Regions from separate parts of the Triticum aestivum genome. Here region 1 is linked to region 2. A link is a contact called in public Hi-C data. All regions are on one chromosome and are shown on one strand. Each heading gives the region's core, a stretch centred on a gene start, on an enhancer-like site or on the middle of the called end of the contact. The rest is flanking DNA. Distances are from core to core; before and after follow the strand shown. Region 1 holds the start of LOC123061872 (putative protein TPRXL). Region 2 has its middle 22 kb from the start of LOC123061869.

Region 1 (5,635 bases), core at 2,888-5,387, 490 kb before region 2:
GGACTAAACACTGGAGTTCATGTTACAAGATTCCTTTCTGCAGATTACTACCAGTACAAGATTCAGGGTTGGTGCCTCGTGCTACTAGTATTAACGTAGAGATTAAACTTGCAGTGATGCTAATTCCAGCAGATAGAAGGGAAAGCTTTTCAAACCTTCTCCTTTCATTTTTATTCTCTTTTTTCCTGGTTATGATACCAAGCTCTATCCGGGCGCGCCATCTCATGTGGTCCAAGCGAGCGACAGATACATGTCTCCACATGGGCCCCTTCCGCTGGACCGGCCCATTTGCAAGGGCGCAAGTGCCAACGGCGAGTTGAGGCTGACAGGTGGACCTCATTCCCAAAGAGACCTCGGGATTTTTCTTGTGTGGCTACTAGTAGTAGTAGTGGTAGCAGTTGAGTTGTTCGCCGGGTTCGGCTCTTTAATTTGGGAAAACCGCACATGATAGTGCAGTTTGCAGGGTGATGAATCTACTTAACCTTTTTTTTGGGTACAAGATTGTTGAGGTTAGGGGCTTAGGGCAAGAGAGATCGGCTAGCACGGTTGCATCCTCACGTCCACAGCAATAAAGCGGGGCGAAATAACTCGGCACCGTCATGAATGAGGGCACGAAGAAGCATCACGTGTCATCATGGGCCCCACGTGACCATCCTCCCAAAAGAAAAGAAAAGAAAAGGGCAACTAATTAACCCCGCTTTAAGGCTTTAATTAATTTGCATTGCAGCCCATCAATCACATGCCCTCAACCAATCAACCTACTACCTGAATCAGAATCAGCACTAGTAGTAGTAATTTTTCTTTATGCTTTTCTTTTCTCCATCTCAAAAACAATATTTTTTTTCTTTGCAGCAGCAGAAAAAGAGAAGGAAAAGGAAAACTAGGAATTGATTGATTGATTGTTTGTTATACCTTCTTGACACATTTCTTCTCTCGCACCTCATACCGGCCCTTGGTCAAATCCGAGAGCCACATCCCTGGAAACACGAACTGCAGCAAGACACGGGTCAGATGGATCCGATCGGATTCAGTTTTTACAGGAGCGTGATGAGATAGTAGATGCATACTTGGAGCGACTTGTCCACGTTCTTGGCCCGCTTCTTGGGCCTCTGGGGCAGCTTGGTGCCCTTCATCACCAGGAAGTCGTCCTCCTTCTCCTTGCGGGACAGCGAGATGTAGATCCGGGGAAGCTCCAGCCGCTCCCCGCCCAGCTTCTCGCCGGCGCCCGTGCCGTTGCCGTTGGCGGCGGACGCCAGCTGCGAGTCGTGGTTGTTGTTGTGGTGGTGGTGGGCGTTCTTGGAATCCATGTGATGCTCCGCGGCGGGGGGCTTGTGGTGCGGCGCCTTGTCGGGCGACGACCGCTTGTGCACGCCGCCCGATCGCTCCTCAACGGACCTGATCGCGCAAGAAAACATGGCGTCAATCATGGGATCGATCGGGGTGGCGTGGTGCTGCTGGTGATGATGGACGCGGCGGTGGTTGGGAGGGGCTGCTGAGGGGTAAAGGGGAAGAAGGGTGGGTAGGGTGGTGGATCGGTGGTACTAGTACCGGAGGGAGACCCCTGCCACAACCAGATGCATACAATATATATGCAAAAACCTAGCAAAGCTGCTACTACTAGAACTCACTTTTTTTTTCTCCTTGCAGAGGTGCTACAACTACTGTTGCTGCCCATCCATACATACAGAAAAGAAAAGCAGATCGAGGAGTTGAGATGTGCACACCGGTACTACTACTTTCCCTTTGATGCTGCGATTCATATCATGGTCGTGCTAGCACGGAAGCTGAAATCTACTACTGGTGGCGGCTAGATCGGCCGAACAATCCACGGAAGCTGAAATTGGCCCTGGAGTGGAAGGAATTTGAGCAGATATGGCAATCTAGTTGGGTCCCCCATGCATCACGCAATGTGTGACAAATACGGGCGCTGCTGCCCCCGATGTCACCTCTTGTGTCCACGGATTGGTCAAGGGACGACAGGGACGGTAAAGTTACCGCCCCGTCCAGATCCAGACACGAAACTTTCCGCAATAATTAATAAAATCGCTTTTGGAAACGTAAATAAATGGCACGAAATTAGGAAGAGATGGAGCGATCCAGATCATCGAGCCATCAAGGCAGCACGTATGTAAAATATTAAATATTACTACGTAGAAAAATCAGAAAACCTACTTGCTTCAAATTGGAGGAAAAGAAAGGAATCTTTCGTCCAACTCCAGCACTTGTTGCGGTGCTAAAAGACGGGCGGGCGGCACAGCTCACCAGAAACACAAAAGAGGCCCAAACCCGAACGCCGAAAACACCACGCGAATAAATAACGCCCACGATCCCACGACTCCAGCAACAAGAACAAGATGGCCGAGCGGCCCGGTAGCTTCCCTTTCCTCGGGGGCACAAGCGGCAACGGAAAAAGGGTCACGGTCGCCGGCTAAAACCGGCGAGAAATAGGGGAGAGGAGCGGGGACGCGAGGCCAGGATCTACGAGACGAGACGGGACGGGGACACGAGGCCGTACCTGCTGTGGTGGGGAGGCTGGTGGTTGGCGTCTGCTCCGGCGGCGCGCGGCGGGAAGGACGACGAGGACCTCAGGTTGGACCCCCGCGTGATCGTGGCCGGAGGAGGGGGCATCAGCTTCTCCGCCGGCGCCGGCGCCGACGCGCGCCGCTGGATCTTGCCGTTGCCCAGGGCCTGCCGACGCTGCGAGGACGGCGACGCCGACGAGGACGCCGCGGAGGAGTCGCGCCGGCAGCGGGACCGCTTGTTGTGCCCCCACTGCAGCAGCACGTCGCCGCCGACCGCGCCTGTGCCCGCGCCGGTGGAGCTCGGGGAGGCCGTGTCGGAGGAGTCTGAGGGGTGGTGCTGGCCGTGGTCCCGCGCTGGGCTCCGCGCGGCCGACGACGACGGCGGCTGCGGCGCACGTGCCCGCACCGGCGCCTTGGAGTCCGCCTGGGAGGCGGCGAGGTACGAGGCCAGTCGGGAACCGTCGGTTGCGGCCGCCGGGCCTTCGTCGTCTCTGAAGGATCTCGAGGCCGGCTTGCGTGCGACGCCGCCGCTGCCGCCACCGTTGGCGAGCGGGAGGCAGTCCGGGCTGAGCCTTTGGTACCTGCAGCGACGCGGGTTAGCGATTTGGCCGGACGAAGGGATCTGCTGCAAAATGTAAGTAACAAATCGGCGGCCATGGAGTTGCCGATGAAATGAAAAGAAGAACACGGCGGACCGATCACAAAACGACCGCAAAATTCAACGGCCGGCAGAATCGGGATGGTAAGCACGAAGAACACGAAAACACTTCGGCCATGAACCATGAACTCCAATCTTCACACGAAGAGAGCCTTAGATGCAGCCAAGAAGAAACGGCAGGATGCTTGTCATTCGGACCAAACAGCCGGACAAGAGCATCGGAAACGAACGGAGAAGACGACCAGGAAGTATTCAGAGCACGAGCAGAAGACTGCGAAATACATACAGAGATTAAGAACGCCGAATCATTCATCAGGAGCCAAACGCAACCGCGTAAATTGGCATACTCAGAATCGAAACACCAAAGCACAGATCAACCAAACCGCAAGAAGAAGAAGGGAAAATCCAGAAACTCAGACGGCGGCGGCGGCCAGATTACAACAAAGTAAACGCATGAAAGGTGAGAAATTTACAAGGCCGGCCGGTTGCGGCCGAGGACAGGCGAAGAGATGAAATCCATCACCAACCAAAGGAAAACAGAAGCCGGAACCAAAAATCAAACGCACGCAAGATGGAAACAGCGCACGCGTCGATCTGAACACAAACAGAAACAGACACGGATGTAAGGAAAGAAGAAGAGCACGAAGATGGAGAGGGGAGAGAACACGGAGATCTGCCGGCTACCTCATCATGTCCAATGCGGGAACGGCCTTCAGTCTCGATGAGCTCGTCGACGCGGCGTCCCTGCCAATCGCGTGGACCTCGAGGAGGCCACGCATCAAAATTGGCCTCCGGCCAACCGCTCGAGGCAGGCTCCTTCCTCCTGCCGCCGAGCAATCACTCCCCCGTTCGTCTACACGGAACGAACAGGAGGCGGCCACGAAATTTCGAGGAAAATTTGTGGGAAGAAGAGGAGCCGGGGAGGGAGGGTGGGAGGAGGAAGAAGAGAGAGCAGCAATGGCGATGGGAGCAGAGCCGGGGGTCCAAATAGAGGCTTTATCTTTCTCGGCGTTCCCCTTTTGCCCTCGGGTAGGGCTGCCTATCCACCGTTCTGCCACCGCATTTGGGTGCCGAAACTGCCCCCGCGTCGGGTCGTGGCAGTGTGGTGATTTGCGGAGAATTCGTGGGCTTCTTGTGTACGAAGGCCGGGGAGATCCGTGCGGCCTCCTCTCTTGCCCTTCAAGCCACTGGGAGATCTCGTCGCTAACAGACGTCACCGCAAACTAAATTGAGAAAGAAAGAAATTTAGGACAGCTTGGTCATTTGGGTCCCACATGGCAGTCACTTACATTTGCGTTATGCTGTGCCACGTCTACGGGGAGTGCATCTCCCTGGCCGGTGGGTCTCCCAGATGAGTGTGCGAATTAGCCAGAGAGCGCCGATCTGGTTTTGAACGGACGGATGATATGAGTTTGATGGGATCGCCACATCGACGGTACGGTGGTGGTACGACGTACCATAGCTGGCCAAACGGGCCGGCCCGGCCCGGCACGGCACGGCCCATCCTAATTGTGCCTGGCACGGCCCGACCCGCCTAGGCACGATTATTATACGGGCCGTGCCGTGCCAGCCCGCGTGCTGCAGCCTGCAGCCCAGGCACGGCCCGTATGCTAATCGGGCCGGCCCACCGGCACGCCAGGCCCACTAATCTACCTCCTATTTTGCGCATTGAGCGTTTTAGCCTATTTTTACCTGTTGGCCCATATTAGAATACATAAAAAATATAAAAAAGTTAATCGGGCCGTGCCGTGCCGGCCCGCGTGCTCGCCCTTCAGGCCCAGGCACGGCCCATGGCGTGCCGCGTGCCGGGCCTGGCCCGTTTAGCACGTGTCGTGCCGTGCCAGGCCCGTGCCGTGCCGGCCGTGCTACCGGGCCGGCCCAACTATCCCGACCCGTTTGGCCAGCTATACGACGTACCGCATAGGCAGCGGACGGGGGACGTGAGGAGGCAGGCGGTTGTGCATCGTCGCCGTGATCGGCACGCACGACTTTCGCACCCGAGGAGCGAACCAGAGCAGGCAGCAACATTTGGGCGTGGGGAGGAATTTTTAGGGGCAAACTCTGGTAGAGTGGTTATATTTGCAGACTCCATAATTTGTATGAATTGTGAGACGCATAGGCAGAGCAACTCCAATCACACGACCCATTCTGTCACAGCGCGCGTTTATTTGGATTGAAACAGACATAAACCTCGGCTCAACGTGTCGATGCAGATGGACGTGCGTCTATTTTTTATCCATCTGCAACCCATTTTCGGTTCAAATATGATCGGGTTTCTGTCTGCGTGGGCGTGCGTGACGCCGCCCTTGTCCCCCCCTTGCCCCCGCCACACAGTAGCACATCCACCCCATTTTCTCCATTCTCTCTCAAAACCCTCCCGCCTTCTCACCATGGCCGACGCGCCAAACCCCGCCGCCCCCGTTGTCCATGGTCGACGGCGTGGCCGGCAAGCCCC
Region 2 (5,738 bases), core at 2,174-4,673:
AAATCTACCGGAGGGGCGTCCCGTGGCCCTGACTTGTTCTCGACGCCAACTTCTCCTATAAATACCCAAACCTCCAGAAATTAACCTAGATCGGAAGTTCCGCTGCCGCAAGCCTCTGTAGCCACGAGAAATCAATCTAGGCCCTATCTGGCACCCTGCTGGAGGGGGCCATCATCACCGGAGGGCATGGAGGAGGATCCCGGAGGGTCCATCATCACCATGAAGGCCAAGGACCAGAGGGGGAGCCTCTCCCCATCCAGGGGGGAGGCCATGAAGGAGGAAGCACAAGGGGGAGAACCTCTCCTCCTCTCTCTCGGTGGCGCCGGAGTGCCATCGGGAGAGGAATCATCGCCACGGTGATCGTCTTCATCAACATCACCATCATCATCACCATCCTCATCTCTTTTACGTGGTCCACTCTCCCGCACCTCGCTGTAATCCCTACTTGAACATGGTGCTTTATGCCACATGTTATGATCCAATGATGTGTTGCCATCCTATGATGTTTTGAGTAGATATCTTTTGTCTTTGGGTTGATTGTTGATCTAGATTGGTATGAGTTGTATGTTTTATTTTGGTGTTGTCCTACTGTGCCCTCCGTGTCGCGCAAGCGTGAGGAATTCCCACTGTAGGGTGTTGCAATACGTTCATCATTCACTTATAGTGGGTTGCTTGAGTGACAGAAGCATAAACCCGAGTAAGGGGGTTGTTGCATATGGGACAAAGGGGACTTAATGCTTTAATGCTATGGTTGGGTTTTACCTTAATGATCTTTAGTAGTTGTGGATGCTTGCTAGAGTTCCAATCATAAGTGCATATGACCCAAGAAGAGAAAGTATGTTAGCTTATGCCTCTCCCTCATATGAAATTGCAATGACGACTATCGGTCTTGTTAACAATTGCCTAAGACAATTCCGTAGACTGATCCACCATTATTCCACACTCGCTATTTATAATATTTAGTAATATATTCTAACTTTATGATAACAACACCTACTTTTATATTTTAGCTCTCAGATATCATGCAAAGTTATCTTCTTCATACCCACAATGTAGTTTTATTTATCATTTCTAGTTGGAAGCAAACGTTCGGTGTACGCAGAGTCGTATCAGTGGCAGATAGGGCTTGAGATAATATTGATCTTACCTTTAGCTCCTTGTGTGTTCGACACTCCATACTTATCACTTCCACATTTGGGAATTGCTACAATGATTTCCTGCACTTGGGGATTATCAATACTCATGGTGACAATGGGGTATTATTTTGATTCACTTGATATATGTTCTGGCACTCAACTTGCGAATTCCCGAGGTCACATTGGGGTAATCTACGCATAGGGGTTGATGCATGTTCTTGTCTTTGTTTCTCCGATAGAAATCTTGGGGCACTCTTTGAGGTTCTTTGTGTTGGATTGAGTATTATGAATCTGAAATTATTTGGTGGTATTTTAGTACGAACTCTTGGATAGATCGATCGGAAAGAATAGCTTCGAGGTGGTTTCATACCCTACAAATGATTTCTTCTTATGTTCTTTGCTAGATTGAAACTTTGGAGTGATTCTTCGTTGCATGTTGAGGATGGTTATATGATCCAATTATATTATCATTGTTGAGAGATTGCACTAGCGAAAGTACAGACCCTAGGCCTCATTTTCAAGCATTGCAATACCGTTTGTGCTCACTTTTGTTACTTGATACCTTGCTGTTTTTTATTGTTACTATTACAAAAACCAATATCTACTATCATTACTATGCTTTTATTACCATCTCTTCGCCGAACTAGTGCACCTATACAAATTACCATTGTATTTGGTGTGTTGGGGACACAAGAGACTCTCTGTTATTTGGTTGCAGGTTTGTTTGAGAGAGACTATCTTCATCCTATGCCTCCCACGGATTGATAAATCTTAGGTCATCCACTTGAGGGAAAATTGCTACTGTCCTACAAAACTCTACGCTTGGAGGCCCAACACGTGTCTACAAGAATAAAGTTGCGTAGTAGACATCAATGGTCTGCAAAATCTTGTGGGCCTTTAGTTGGGCCAGCCCATTATGGTCCGCAAAATCTTGTGGGCTTTTAGTTGGGTTGGCCCATTTAATCTTTATGGGCCATTTTTGGGCCGATCCACATGTCAACATATCAAAGGCGCATCTCACCCATTGGATGAGTGGCATCTGTGCTAACGCGGAGCTGACACGTGGTTCCGTGGGATGATGAGAATTTTACACATGGAAAATCACCATTGGTCGTGGCTGTTAGCGGGTTATCGAATCCAAAACCGGGCTCGATAGCTTAATGGCGACCCATTACGGTGGATGCCATGTGTCGGTTACCCTTGACGAAAACACTTCCATGACGCGGCATTTATCGTCATGGAAGTGGACACTTCCGTGATGATAATTTTGGTATTGTCATGGAACATGTCTACGACAACACAGGTATGACTTTTTTGATTCTGTCACAAAATCGTCATGGATGTACATGCATGACAAAAAATGTGACCTTCTGTGACAAACACGTATCATCACGGAAGTGTTTTTTTTGTAGTGTGATAATCTAGCATCCTAGACTAAGCATTTAGGATTGCAAGTAAAGGTAACAACAGTAGTAGCAAAGACATGCTATGCAACAGAATAGGATCATCCGAAAAGCAGTAACAGCTACACTACTGTAATGCAAGCAGTAGAGAGAAGAAGTAGGTGGTATCGGGATGATCAAGGAGGTTTGCTTGCCTGGAAGCTCTGCGGAGAAGGATGGGTCGTCAGGAGCATAGTCGGCGTCAGGAGCAGCGGCGTCAGTCTCGAAGTCTACCGGAGAGAAGAAGGAGAAGAAACAATAAATACAATGCAAACAGATGCATGACATGACAATAAGCGGCACAAGAGGTGACCTAACGTAGTACTAGGTGATACCAAAGAATATTCTCGGAGTTTGGCATTTCGGACAAATGAAACGGAGGGGGACGGTTCCGTGTTCGTTATGATAGGGACGTGTGACAAACGAACGAGCTGCGTATTCGGAATCGTCACATTTTTCTGAGCAACTTTCATGTATAAAGTATTTTCATCCGAGTTCCGAATTATTTTGTATTAATTTTCAAAGTTTTAAAACATTTTTGAATTTATTTTAATTCGAAAATAAATGTTAAAATGCTATGGGTACCCAGTACACAGAATATACACAACGGCTGTCATGTGGACCATAGGGACCCAGCGGGGTGGGCCCCCTGTCATAATCTGTTTAGTCAATTAGTTTAATTAAACACGTTAATTAATATAAGTTAATTGATCTAAATTAATTAAGTTAATTAATTTTTAATTCCTTTCTTATTTTTTATTTACATTTTGTTTTTCTGGGGCGGGTCCCACATGGTAGTGGCCCAGGAGTCCACGGGCGGGTTAATGGACGTGCACACACGCGACATCGGCCTGACTGGGCAAAGGCCCTGGTTGGGACGGCCAGCGCGGTCGCCGGCGATGCAGGCCAGGGACGGCGCGATGCGGCACTACGGGGCACAGGCCGAGCCCGAGCGCGCGAGCGTGTGGGCGCCGGGCGATGGAGGTGGCCATGGCACGACGGTGAGGGAAGGGAGGCAGCAGGGAGCGACCGAGACGAGGCCACGGGCAGGCGCAGTCGCGCGCGCGCTACAGCAGCGGCGGGCGGGAGCATGGGATGCGGGAGGAGCGGCGGGCAACAAGCGGGGCGAAGCTGGGCTGGTGCGGTCGGGCCGACGAACGGGTGGGCCACGACAGGGCAGGGAGGCCGCAGCGGGCCGAGGAGCAGGTGTCGTGAGCGGGCGGAACACAGCGGGACAGTGTGGGGTGGCGGTGACCGTGGGGCCGAGGGGAGAGGAGCCCGGCCTCACCGACGTTGAAGGGAAGGGGGCGGCGAGGCGTGGGAAGGCTGTTTGGTGAGGAGACGAGAGGCGGCGGCAAGGTCCGGCGACAGCGTGGCGGCTCCTGGGACGGCGACGGTGGCGGGGCATCGGGGTCGTCGCCCCGATCCATATCGGGGGGAGGGGGAGGAGAGGGGAACGAGGGGTGTGTGTGCGCGTGGGGTTAGGGTTCGGTGAGTGGGGGGATAAGGAGGCCAGAGGCGGGAGTTGGGCCGGCTCAGCTGGAGTGGCGAGCTGGGCCGGTTGGCCGAGGGGGTCTTTTATTTTTGTTTTTGTTTTTCTCTTTTATTTATTTTATTTTATTTTCCTGTTTATACTTTATTTCTATTTATTATAGTTTTATAAAATATAAAATTAGTCCCTATTTTAGTGTTAATAAATATGCTACTACCCCATTAGTTTTGGGCAACTAAATAAAATATTTTAATATTCTATTAATTGTAAAAGGCATTTAATTAATTGTTTTTGCTATTGTTTTTTATCTAAGCATTTAAACATTTTACAAAAATGCGATTTCTCCATCATTATTACCTATGAATTATTTGTCACATGCATCTAGAACATTTTAGTTTTAATGTTTGAAAACTTTTATTGTTTGACTTCATCTTTGAATTGAATTTTAGATCGGTTTTGAATCAACGCGAGATTAGTAAGAGTAACAGGGGTGACATGTCATCATTAGCAGGGATTACTGTATCTTAATTATCCGAGCGTTACAAATACATCTCAAGCAAGCATGACAAGAATATAGGCAGTAGACAAGGTAAAACATGCCATTTGCAAGAATGTAAAGATCTCTCTCTCTCTCTCTCTCTCTCTCTCTCAAACAACCCTGCAATTAAATAAAAGAAATCTCTTGTGTTCCCAACACACCTAATACAATGGTAAATTGTATAGATGCACTAGTTCGGTGAAGAGATGGTTATACAAGTGTAGTCTGGATAGTAGATATATGTTTTTGTAATCTGAAATAATAAAAATAGCAAGGTAGCAAGTAGCAAACAATGATAAAAACAGCATATCAATGCGTAGAAACAAGGCCTAGGGTTCATAATTTCACTAGTGCAATCCCTCAATAGTGCTAACATAATTGAATCATATAACCATCCCTCAACGTGCGACAAAGAATCACTCTAAAGTTCTTATCAATAGCAGAGAACATAAGATGAAAATGTTGTAGGTAGCAAACCACCTCAAAGTTATCTTTCTGATCAATCTATTAAGCCATCCCTATAAGTATCACAAACAACCCTAGAGTTCATACTACAATAACACCAAATAATTCAGATTCATAATATTCAATCCAGCGCAAAGAACCTCAAAGGGTACCCCCAAAGTTTCTATCAGAGAAAGTAGGACGAAAACGTGTATCAACCTATGTGCCTAGATTACCCCAATGTCATGTCGGGATTCCGCGAGTTGATTACCAAAACATACATCAAGTGACTCTATAGAATACCCCATTGTTACAATGGGTATCCGCATGCAAAACATACATCAAGTGATCTCAAATCTAATATTCAATCCGACAATAACGAAACCTCAAAGGGCAAGACTCAATCCATTGCAAAAAAAGATAGAGAGGGAAGAACACCATATGATCCAACTACATTAACAAAGCTCATGGTACATCAAGACCGTGCCAAATCAAGAACGAGAGAGAGAGAGATCAAACAAATAGCACTATTAGTACATACCCTCAGCCTCGAGGATGAAATACTCACACATCACCATGAGAACGGAGGAGAAGTTGGTGGTGATGGTGATTGGAGAAGATGTCCCCCGTGGCGTTCCGGTGCCACCGGAGGAGAGGGTAAGGCCCCCCCTCCTTCTTCTTCCTTG

Evidence for each region. A called contact is a pair of places that touch in the nucleus more often than the background predicts.
Region 1: a Hi-C map of leaf shows a contact between it and region 2, with 4 times the contacts expected there. The contact joins the promoter of LOC123061872 here to the enhancer-like site in region 2. A contact is called at or near these places in 2 of 5 Hi-C or Micro-C datasets (both in leaf).

Annotation. Positions count from the first base shown.
Region 1 is chr3A:503,465,260-503,470,894 of IWGSC CS RefSeq v2.1, reverse strand. LOC123061872 (putative protein TPRXL) reads right to left here and starts at 4,137. Exons shown (of 5, transcript XM_044485155.1): 1 at 3,865-4,137; 2 at 2,516-3,103; 3 at 1,068-1,395; 4 at 913-990. The coding sequence starts at 3,959.
Region 2 is chr3A:502,972,541-502,978,278 of IWGSC CS RefSeq v2.1, reverse strand. No RefSeq gene overlaps it. Among protein-coding and RNA genes, the nearest start is that of LOC123061869, 22 kb to the right of the region's middle. Within about 2 kb of position 3,423, at least 8 of the 8 cell types and tissues checked have an H3K27ac peak or open chromatin away from gene starts, as enhancers often do. A contact at or near this core is called in leaf, where this site is marked.